Linked DNA regions of Pan troglodytes: region 2 is linked to region 1. The links are chromatin contacts, called in public Hi-C maps. All regions are on one chromosome and are shown on one strand. Each heading gives the region's core, a stretch centred on a gene start, on an enhancer-like site or on the middle of the called end of the contact. The rest is flanking DNA. Distances are from core to core; before and after follow the strand shown.

The links. Hi-C and Micro-C count contacts between places; a contact is called where the count stands out from the background.
Region 2: a Hi-C map of induced pluripotent stem cells shows a contact between it and region 1, with 1.7 times the contacts expected there. The contact joins two enhancer-like sites. A contact is called at or near these places in 3 of 7 Hi-C or Micro-C datasets (blood, induced pluripotent stem cells and stem cell-derived neural progenitor cells).

What each region holds. Positions count from the first base shown.
Region 1 is chr16:90,485,925-90,491,857 of NHGRI_mPanTro3-v2.0_pri, reverse strand. The region is part of intron 1 of IGF1R (insulin like growth factor 1 receptor); the gene reads right to left. Among named protein-coding and RNA genes, the nearest start is that of IGF1R, 22 kb to the right of the region's middle. Within about 2 kb of position 3,252, at least 9 of the 24 cell types and tissues checked have an H3K27ac peak or open chromatin away from gene starts, as enhancers often do. A contact at or near this core is called in induced pluripotent stem cells, where this site is marked.
Region 2 is chr16:90,601,103-90,607,035 of NHGRI_mPanTro3-v2.0_pri, reverse strand. All of the region lies in intron 2 of IGF1R (insulin like growth factor 1 receptor), which reads right to left. Among named protein-coding and RNA genes, the nearest start is that of IGF1R, 140 kb to the right of the region's middle. Within about 2 kb of position 3,700, at least 4 of the 24 cell types and tissues checked have an H3K27ac peak or open chromatin away from gene starts, as enhancers often do. A contact at or near this core is called in induced pluripotent stem cells, where this site is marked.

The DNA.
Region 1 (5,933 bases), core at 2,003-4,502:
TTATAGAACATTCACCATGTGCAGGTAGCAGGCATTCAAGAGTGAACACACAGTTCTTGCTTTCATGGAGCTAACAGTTTCTCCTCCAAAATTTTATGTAAAGCAACCATGACCACTGTAGTTTTTGCCTTTTGGGTATGTCTAACCGTGATGTGATAACAAATCCTGTTTCAACGCAACAATCAGATTTCCTGTATAGTAGTATTTTAAAATATGTCTGAAACCCACTCTCTCAAAAAGCTGAGACTTTATCGCTATGACTTTTAAAGACACAGATTCTCTAGAACCTATAGATAGCATTAACATTTCAACTATTCAGAGGCCACCACTCATTCACTCTGCCAATGAAACTTGTCGAAGTCCTTAAGACAGCTTCTCTAGACAAGAGAAACATGGCTGTACATTTTTTCCAAATCTTTTTCAGACAAACTACAACCACAGTGGAAAGTTCACTGGATGAGGAGAAAAAGGAACAGGGAAAAAGATGCTGGCCTCAGACATGCAAAATACAAAATACAGCGCCTGGCACAGACCTGGTGCTTATCAGGTATTTGCACAATAACTATTTTGCAGAATGAACAGCAGGCTTAAAAAAGTAGTTGCCCATCTGCTCATTCAGAGAACCCAGCTCCCAAGAGCACTACACCATCAGCAGAAATTGGAAAGATTCCTTCACCACCAAAGGTGAGGCCAGCAGTGTCTGTGACTGCAAAACATGTACCCAGCATGGGGGGATCCAGTGGTCACCGCCCCATTCAAGGCAAGCACAGGTGTTTTCAAATACGATCTGTAAGGCTACTAAGAGTTAAAGGTCTTTCTGCTTTACAAGCAAATGAAACAACTAAAAAGTCACTGCCCAGGGATTTGAGTCTTTTCTTTCCACTTCTATTATTGAGAGAGCCTCCAGAAGACTACAGCTAAGAGGGCTGTTCTTTTCCTACCAGAAGAGCAGCTGAGGAAAGGTAAAACAGAGCGAGAATGATCATCTATTTACTGTACAGCCGCTAGTCCGCCACTAAGAGAAGTATGCAAACAAGAGCCTCCAGAAGATGGCTATTCCACCAGTACATCAATTAACCAAATAGTGTAATGATACACACAATGTCACTGACATGCCAGTACATCAATCAGCTACAGAGTATAAAACCATGTGTGGTCCAAAAGGACCCTACAATAATCCCCAAGAATGCTACGTGGCACAGTAGCTCATGTCTATCAGCCCAACTACTTGGGAGGTTGAGGCAAGAGGATCACTTGAGCCCAGGAGTTCAAGGCTACAGTGAGCCATGATCACACCACTGCACTCCAGCCAGGATAATAAAGCAAGACCTCATTTTTTTAAAAAAAGTAAAATAAAATAAAAAGATGCTCCCATGTGACAGTCTTACAATGCAGGCTAGTGTCTCCAAAGAAGACTTACTGAGCTACACAGAGGAAGCTGGACATTAGGAATCCCACCCAGAAACATTTGTTAACCCTTACGAAATCACTGATTAAGTTTCACCGGATTCACTACTTCAACTTTCCAGGAACCCGTATTTAGGGGGGAAAAATCCATTCACCCCAAATGAAATGATTACTGGACCAAATTAGTTAACCCAATCAGAACTACTTGAGTGGCCAAGCCATTATCATCCTACAAAGCTGGAAAGGTTTTTGTATTTCTCAAAATCTTATGACTCTCATCACAAATGAGACCGGAAGAAATACAACGGTTAGCATGGAAGCATTTGAACTGTAGGCACTTTTGCTAACCTACACTTTTTTTTTTTTTTTTTTGAGATGGAGTCTTGCTCTATCACTCAGGCTGGAGTGCAATGGTGCCATCTTGTCTCACTGCAACCTCTGCCTCCCAGGTTCAAGTGATTCTCCCACCTCAGCCTCCCGAGTAGCTGGGACTACAGGCGCACACCACCACACGCGGCTAATTTTTGTATTTTTCGTAGAGATGGGGTTTCGCCATGCTCGCCAGGCTGGTCTCAAACTCCCGACCACAGGTGATCCGCCCGCCTCGGCCTCCCAAAGTGCCGGGATTACAGGCGTGAGCCATGGCACCCAGCCTTATCTACATTTTATTTCATGAAAAGAGTTGTGGGAAAATGTGAAGGCTGCCAGTCCATCATTTTCTTGGTTACTTTGGATCCTTCTCCTTTGTTGCAAAAATCACAAATATTCCCAATTCTTTTACAGGCAAAAATGAAACGTGTGCCCAAATATGTCCTTTAAAAATAAACATTAAACATTATGAGGGAAACAACTGGCATAGTGGAAAATGTCTGTGCACCCTGGCTAAGCAACTCACTATTGCTTGGATTATATTAATATACACACCATAAAGCTAAGGAAGAACTTAAATTTGAGCCTCTGCATTTCTGTGCTGAGTAAGCTGCAGTTCTTTCGACTTATCGCCTTCATAGTTGCCTGTCCAAACAAAAAGATCTCAAGAATTCCACTGAAATAGTCCAAACAAGAGCCTAAACTTACAAAGCTGTTTTTCAGAGCTCAATAGTACAACAACAGGAAGCAGAACTTCTGGGATGGGGATTTTGCTATTTATTTTTTCTTTCAATGGCCGCTTTTAAGCAAGAGAGAAAAAAGTCTACAGGCATTACAAATCCTGGAAGCTATGAATCAGGAAGTGGGAAATGGCTGATCCTGAAATGGCCAGCCTGAAAATCCTGGCTCTTTTATGTAGTCAAGTCTCTGAAGCCAGGAATTTCAGAAATCTTAGGCATTTTGCATTATTTTCTGAATCTTAAAAGAGCTGAGACTTGAGAGAAAAGAGAAGGGCCAGGATAAATGAACCAATAAGGAAGCCCCCAGTCTCCAGCTCCATGCCCCTACCACCACACAAATCTTGCCCCTATAATTACAAGCTCAGTTGGGACATGCTCCTTACAAATGGGGTTTTGTTTACAATGCTGCTAAGGAGAGGGGGGCGATAGCCCATGGTTTCTGCAGACAGAGCCTGCCCCAGGCTTCAGCTTTCTCATTCTTTCCCAATGTTGAATCTGGAATGGACTCGGGACCCTAAATATTTCACAACTCCAAACACCCTACAGTTGATTAAAAACAATGGTCACTTTTGTTTTCAGGAAAGACTATACCTGATTTTTGCTAAGTCTAAGTAAAATGCAAAGACCCATGCAATGAACCTGCATGAATGCTTTCAGACATGCAGATTCGGAGGGGGACACTGCTCTCTTTTGAGCAAATGGAGATCCAGTAACAGAGCGGGGCTCACTCTGCAATGGCTGCATTTGCATCAACGTGAGACACCAAACAAATGTCCGCACACAGGAGTCTACTATGTGGATCGAGGGAAAAGAGGGCACCTTTATCCTTCCAAATATGACAACTCAATAGAAAACTTCTCATTCCAAAGTCCTAAGCATCCCTACAACAGGAAGCTACTGGAGCTTGTGAAATATTTCCAGTTATTTTCTACAGAAATTAAACATATCAATTCTACCGGCAGGTCATGTGAGATGACAGGTTTAAAAATGTATGTTGATTGGGGGAGAAAAGCAAAGAAAAAAAATAGAAGAAAATAAAGTCATTTCCTGTGTCAGTTGTAATTTGGGAGGCTTTTTTCCAGTGTCCTTCTAAGTAAATCTGCCATAATCAAATGTAGTCAAATATAACTGCAATGTGCAAAAGCACAGTGATGACCTGAGAGGAAGATGCCACCCAGAACCCCTGGGACCAGCCTTCTATCTCTTCCATCAGACTTCCACTACTACCTCCCCAAAAAGGCTCAGGGTTATTTCATAAACACCAGTAGCCTCCCATGTATTTAACTTAGCACAAATAAGAGAACCAATATGTAAGGGATTTTTTTTGCTCTTAAGAACCAACCATTCCTCTTACCCCGGCCTTTACAGACCTGGAAAACCATCCCCGATTTGCCCCCAGCCTCATCCCCCACTACAACTTAAACAAACCTTCCTCTCCAGCCTTGCTTCCAGCCCCAAAATACATTTTTAAAGTTCTGATGCCAAGACCACCCCATCAAGTCTAGTATAATCCTTCTGATCATCTAAGTACCCTCCTCCAGGAGACCTCCAAGATCCCTCTGGGCAAAATGATCTCTTCCTCCAATTCCAGGGCTCTTTCCCAGTGTGCTCACTCTATCCTCACTCATAAAAGCATCTGGTTCCATTCCACAGCTGGGCACACCTTATCTTCTCAAGAGGCAATGTAAGCTCTTTTTAAAACAGGGGCTGCATTTTACACACCTCACATACCTCCTGCAGGTCCCCGAACATCCAAACACTCCAACTTTGTCTCTGTCTCCAAATCCTACAAAACCAAATTCTCTCTACCCAGCTCAGCTCAGCATCCCTGGGGCCCTGATCTACCTCATCTGCCTCCTCTGCTCTAGAGTAAAAGCAACACCAGTCACCCCTACTCTGCTGCCCACTGTAGCCGAATCCAAGCGGCACTCTCAGCCCATGCTCTTATCAGTGCACTGGGGGCCGGCCTAGCATCTACTAAGCACCAGAAATGCCCCTGTGAGCTTTGTGCAGCCCCCTTGCCAGGCAGACAGCCTCTGGGGCCAGGTTCGGCACGGGAAGCTAGAACACGGGGCTGACTGCACAGCCTGGGGCAGACACACCTCAGCTTCCACACCCACCTGACAAGGCTGCCCAGAGGATTGAGGGAAGTCAGTGTTTCACCCACTGCCCTAATGGGAAGACAGTGTTTCTCACCCACTGCTCAAGCCTGGAAGCAAAAGGTCCCAATGTTCCTACTCGATGACCCGCCCTGTCATGCCCTGTCCAGATATCTAACCCTCACCTTTCTCTGTCCATCAAGCAGTAAGAATTCATAGCAGCCAGCACATATGACCCTGAGGGCAACGTTCTAACAAAGCCAAAGAAAAGGTGGCACACTGGCCTTCAATTCAAAGCCCAGGGTGGCAAGAAAAGGGTCACTAGTTCCCTGAAAATAACTGGCATGCAAAATTCAAACAGGTAATTGGGGTGGAGTTCATGGAAAAGGGAAGAGAAAACCTCACATGGGTTTGTATACCCTTCATTTAAGCACACTGTCTTCAGGCAGCAGAGGTTTCAAGGTGCATGCTAAACACCCTTGCGCAGGTTTCAGAGCAGCAGATAAAAGGGGCTAACCAGGCTCTCAGGAAGCCCAATCCGCACACGCACGGAGCCGAGCCGGTGGAAACCATAAGCCTGTCTCATCTGCTTATGGTTGAACAGGAAGGCTTGATCGATACTGATTTTACAGTCATGGGAGTGACTCATCACGAAATTCTACCCAGCTTAAAGCTCAGCTGTGAACAGAAACAAAACAACATAATAGCAGGGTCAGATTTAAAATAGTAAGAATGACTGGTAAGCAGTTAATGCTTATAAACAATTAACAATCACCTTCCCAGCCGCCTGGATTTGCTGGGAGAGGAAAAACTACTGAGAGCTCGGAAGCGGGCGGCAGCGGTAAGTCTGTCTTCTGTGGCAGCCCCTTCCAGCTCGCCGATGCTGCTGTCAGCTTTACAAAACAGACCCTGGGCAGGGTCACGAGGAGCTGCTTTTCATAGAATCCCACACATCTGATGGGTGCGTGCTCACTGAGGAGGGGAGAGAGGAGGAATGTACTTACATGGAAGAGAGTTTTCAAAGAGTGAAATTTAAGCTCTCCTGGAGTATAACTTCCTCTATGTAGCTCCTGCAGAGTTTAAAATAAGCAACTTATCTGTCCTAAAATGAGAGAAATGGGGTCATATAAAATTTCTCAATAATTGAGTTCCTCTCAAACTGCAGTCACTTTAAGGAAAGCAATGGGGTGCTCAGAAGGCGCACTACACATTTCAGGCATTTGGTTACGGAGGCGAATGTGCTCAGCGCCATCCTGAAGACATGTACTTTCAAGTACTGGATTCTATGTAAATTTTAATGATCTGTAACCAACCCTCA
Region 2 (5,933 bases), core at 2,451-4,950, 110 kb before region 1:
ATGCCCTGCATAGCCTATTTTGTTTGCTTGTTTCTTTATTAAACTATAAGAGCATCATCCAATTTGAAATGCCCCTCCTCCAAAGAAAAAGCTGCGTGGCCCAATGTTAAAGGTCTACTTCAGAAGTCACTGTTGCACATCATTATAATTAAGAAATGGCGTATCACCTTCTTTGTAAGGTATAACATTTTCAATGTTGCAATATAAGCTGACCACCTCCTCTAAGGAGAGGACTCGGAGTCAGGGGCAGGGAGGTGGTGAGCAAAGAAAGGGCAAAAACAAGACCTTGATCACAGAAGCAAGAATCTGACATTGGATTATTTTACAAACATACTACATACATAAGGAAAATGATGATGCTATAAATTAAAGTTGTGGTTTTCTACATTTTAAAAAAAGGCTAGCCGGCCGACCTTATCATCCCTGTCATTCCAATGGGAAAAAGCGTCATCAGCACGATTGTAGAAGCCTAGAACAATGTGTCCCTGTCAACTCAGTGAGGGTTTTCCTCTTTCAAAGATAAATCAAGATACCATAACCTAGGAATAATATAACTACTTACACACAGAGAACAAAGTTGGCAATCACGATCTGAGTTAAGTTTAAGGTATGTTTGTCTTTCCATTTTACAAGAAGGTAAATGAACAGGAAAGTGAGCTGGAACAAGTAAACTGAGCCATAAGCCTACGTGTGCTTTTTTGTAGAAGCACAGTCTAAATACACACACACACGCAAGCCACTGCAAAATGACTTTCTAAGTTAAAAGTCAGAGAAATCAATGTTTGACTGACTATGGAGCATAAAAATTCTTCATTTGCTTTCATCAGCTGAAAAAAAAATGCTAGAAATAACTACAGAGAAATGGTAAATAAAAAATGTAATGTACACAGTTTTGCTGAAAACCATGAAGATACCAGCAGAAGAAAAAATAAAATGAAGACGACAAATGTATTTCACACAAAGATGACCAGGGCTGTTTCTGCACAGCCTCCACCTGGAGCTGAATCACCGGCCAGAACAGGGATTAGGACAGGCCTCACTGGCCTCCCAGAGCTGTCAGACCTCAGCAGGGCGGGCGCATCCTTGGGTAGCCCAATCAAGGCTGAGCAGTATAGACCGTTTGCAAACTTGCGCAAACTGTGAAGTTATTTACATGCATTCAGGGAAAAGACTCCCCCAAACAGGGAAGCTTCTACCAAACAAATGCCTTAAAAATTATTTTATGAAAGAGATGTCTGTTATGTGTAAACAGACACTAATTGTTGCTGCACCTTGGGTAAGTGACAGGGCTCAGAGAACAGGAAGGAAGCCTGTGACTTAGCAGACAACAGGACAGTTCTTCCCTTTGACCTTCCACTGGTCCCAGATTATGACTCAGAGACTGTCTCCACTCTTTACCCAAGGGGAGATCCCTGCACCTCCTCCTCTAACATCCTACATCTTTAAAATGCTCCTCTGAATCCCAGAACTACAGAAACCACAGCACTCGTGCTGGTGAGCAGATTCCTAATTGCAGAAGATGCATACAACTTGATGCTTTCAGATTAGAGTCTACCCATTCCTACCATGCATTTGTTCCTACACAATAGCATACGGGCATGTGTAGGAGGTCACCCCACATTCTTTATTAACTTAGAGAAATCACTATTTACACACACACACACACACACACACACACACACACACACACAGAGAGAGAGAGAGAGAGAGAGAGATCCCTACCCACCATAGGAACGTGGCCTGAGGATCCAGAGGCAAATCTGCCATCAAGCGTGGTGAACAAACTAAAAACCCTACTTTCCCTTAAGCATCACCCCCATTTCTCTTTTGTCTCCCTTTCCCTCTCCAAATTCAATGTTCTCACACCACAAAGGGCCTCCAGGCACAGGAACAAAAACATATACGACTGATTCAAAAAGCAGACACATGTCCCTACCAGACACCTCCAGCTGAGTGTTCCAATTCTTTCCTTCTGAGTTGAGGATACTATTTGTTGGTGCAAAAGTAATTGCGGTAATAGAAGTTTCTGCAAAGTACTTCCAATGTGGAACCCACTTCAGTTAGAAATCTACCTAGGGTGAGAGGTCTCTGTTTTAAGGATCAATACTCTACATCTGCTTCCCAAAGGTCCAACATTTCTTGATAGCAAAGGTGGGGGGAGGGTTACAGAGCTTTTCATTTGGATTAGGAAGGGCAAACTCTGTGTCACCATTTTCCCTTTGCTCACGCTCCAACGCCTTCAGGATTTAGTCAGCCTGAAAGTTTCATAATTTAAGGTGGGTGGTTTTGTGAGCATGGGTTTCTGGGTTTGTTTGAAGGTGTTTTATCTGAGAGTGCTATGGGGGCACTTTCTATCCATGCCCCTAATATAGTCATGAACAAAAGTCAGGTTGGCACAGAGTGACTTTATTCTGCTCTGCAGGCCAGAAAGATTCAGGAGAGGACAAAAACAGAGACAGGTGTGCCCGGAGAATGCTGAAGTCCCACTTTTATGCCATGAATCCTTCCCAGGAGCCCAGAAAGAGAAGCTCTACTCAACTCCCTTGCCCGAGTCCCAGCCCCGAAGGAGGTCCAAGTCTCATGACCAATTACGAAGGGGTGCTGATGGAACCAGGGCGCTCTTGTGGATATTTAAACTACATTGCTGGCTCACAGAATGTCGTCACCAACCAGAAATAGTGCTATTTCAATCCGAAACCCAGGCTCTGAGCAATCCTCAAGTGGGTGAGAGAGGTAAGGAATGTCTAAGGATCAATTCTCCATGACTTGAGAAAAGGTTAGGACGGCAACAAAGTGGGGAAAGGCTTCACGTTCCACACAGGCTCTCTAGCTGCCCAGTTCTCTGTCCTACAGTCATGCAGGCACCTGCCTGATCATCTTGTGACCAGACACTGGCCCAGTTGTTGGCCAGAGCACAATGTCCTCCCCAAACTATTCTAAAAAAAAAATCCTATGAGTGAAAATGTACATGCAAACCTGGACTTTCTTCCCCCAATGCAACAACAACAACAACAAAAGACAGTGGTTTTTCACTGTATTAGAGGCAACAGAGAAATCCCCTGTGTTTCCAGGTTCCTTAGAATACTTGACTGAAATAGGCTTATAGATTTTGATTCATCCACATGTCTTCAAATAGGCAAAGGAGCACAAAGCAACCACTGAGCTGGAAGGCACTTGCCACACCCGAGGCCTGGCCATTCGCTGCAGCACGTGGCCTTCTTTCAATGGGGCCATCTGTCCCAGAAAGATCTAGAGGTGTTTTCTTCTTTGTTTAATAAAAAAAAAAATTAACTACCTGGTTAACAATTAAACCACTGAGTAAAGACAATTTGCAATGTGGCTAATCATTCTGACTCTCTATTAGATGAGCCAAGGAAACCACACTGTATGTACCCTCAGGTTTTCCTCCACCTTGTTCTAAGTGTCCTGGCTTCAAACAGGTGCTGACCCCAAATGACTGGAACCAACAAAACCTGCACTGAGGTCAACTGGTGGGGAAACTGAATACTCATCTGTAGACCTAGGCAACTTGCTTTCCACGTCTGAGATTAACAAGGCTGTACTCGCTGAAGCCTAGGAGTGCACGTGATTTCTGGGGTAGCCACAGACCAAGCCCTAAAAGGGAGGGTGAGAGAGGCAGAGTCTGCAGGGGAGGGGCAGCAGCTGAAAGGCTGAGCGCTGGGACCATCCATAATTGGATTAGACAGCCGCAACCAACTGACTCTTTCAGCAGACCGAGCCCACACTGTGCTCCAGCTAGTGGTCATGTAGGTGTGCTTTGTTTTAAGGAAACCCAATACCTACATTCCTGATTTACAATACAGATGCTTTATTGGGGCACCTCACATGGTCAGACCCTCCTGCCTCTCTTTCCTTTACTGCTTGAGGTGGGTGGGGATCACTTCCTGAGCTCCAAGGAAAAATAATACAGGCTAGAGAATATTTGCATCAATAGCACAATCACAGCAGGCTAGACTGCTTTACCAACACTATCGAATTCAATCTTCAAAGTACTTCCAAAGGCATTCCATTTATTCCCAATGTACTGGTGAGGACTCTGGAAAAGTTCCACAAAACCTTTGGGGCTAAAGTCCTCTGGATGCTAAAGCCTGTGGCCCTGGGGCCAATTAACACACCTCCTATAAGTATTAAAATCTAAATTTTGCTACCCTTCCTTATGAACATTATTTTTAACTCTGGATTACCTGGGACTGAAATCATTAGTGTTTTCTAGAGATTCTATTACTTGATATTCCCAAATACAGTGCACACACAACTACTTTCATATGCTACAAAGGGAAGAGGGAATTGTGACATCTGATAGAAGGATAAAGAAACTCAAGTCCAAAAGAACTGCAAGTATCTGACTGTGTACAATTAGTTCTTGGTACAAACTAGATATACAGTGTATTGTTTCCAAAAAGCATTCTGTATACAAGAAAAGTAGATTCAATTACCTAAATAACAAGATGACATTCTGATGATTTGGAGGTTAATTACTGTAAGGCACTAACCAATCAAGTCAAATTCCAGTTGCAAAATTGAATTTTAAAATTGTAATCATAAAATTACAAACTACTAGCAACTATTTCCCATGTTTAACAGCTTGCTCCCTTCTAAACACATACACATATATATATATACACATGAACTTCTGTGTGTTCATATTCTTTCTGGTTTAATTCAAGTTGTCGAAAATCTAGACATGTTGTAAATACAGTCATCCCTCAGTATCCAAGGGGGATTGGTTCCAGGACTCCCACGGATACAAAATCCTTGGATGCTCAAGTCTCTGCAATAAAATGGCAGCGCTTGCATATAACGTATGCACAGCGTCTCAGAGACTTTCAGCCATCTCTAGCTTACAATACCCAATACAAATGCTGTATAAAAAGTTGTTATACTAGTTTTTAAATTTGTTATCTTTATTGTTGTATTATAATTTTTTTTTACTGTTTTTCCCCCAAATATTCTTAATCTGTAGTTGGAGGAATCCGCAGATGTAGAACTGAAGGAGACAAAGGGCTGACTACCTGCAGTTTTACATAAGAGATTAGAATTACAATAACTCAGGTAAAGAATGTTCACAAACTGGACGCTAAACTAGGGCATATGGTCAAGTATGACTTAACCTAGACTAAATTGCTCAGCAGGAAAATGTGTATTTTGGCCAACTCTGACCACCTAGGTTGGTACACCTCATTCTGATATCAACCTAAGGGGTCAGAGTTGGCCAAAATAAAAATTCTACTAGCAGAAATTCTTCCTAGCAGTAAAAAGAAAAGGGAGATGCTCAGATATCCTGGACTCCCCAGAGGGGTAAGATTACCCCTAGGACTTCTCTGTTTACTGCCATGAGAAGAATATCAGCTTGCAGCACCATAATCCAGAGCTGAAAAAAGACTTTTTATACTTAAAAATAGGATTCAGGGGCCGGGCACGGTGGCTCACGCCTGTAATCCCAGCACTTTGAAACCAGCTTGGTCAACACGGTGAAACTCTGTCTCCACTAAAAATACAAAAATTACCCGGGTGTGGTTGCGGGTGCCTGCAATCCCAGCTACTTGGGAGGCTGAGGCAGGAGAATCGCTTGAACCCGGGAGGCAGAGGCTGCAGTGAGCTGAGACTGCACCATTGCACTCTAGCCTGGGCAACAGAGGGAGACTCTATCTCAAAAAAAAAAAAAAAAAAAAAAGTTCAGATGCCATAGTATTTGCAATAGACCCATCAAAAACTCTATGTGCATATAGCACATAAATAACTTCTAATCTAGCGTAGGAAGAAGGATAGCATGGTACTATATATAAACCCACTTTGTGACAGCAGCACTTTCTAGCAATAGCATCAGTATTCTCCACAAAATTTAGCAAGTGACACCTAATAAAAATAAAAGTTTACATATCTTGAGCATATATTAATAATTAGTAATAAAC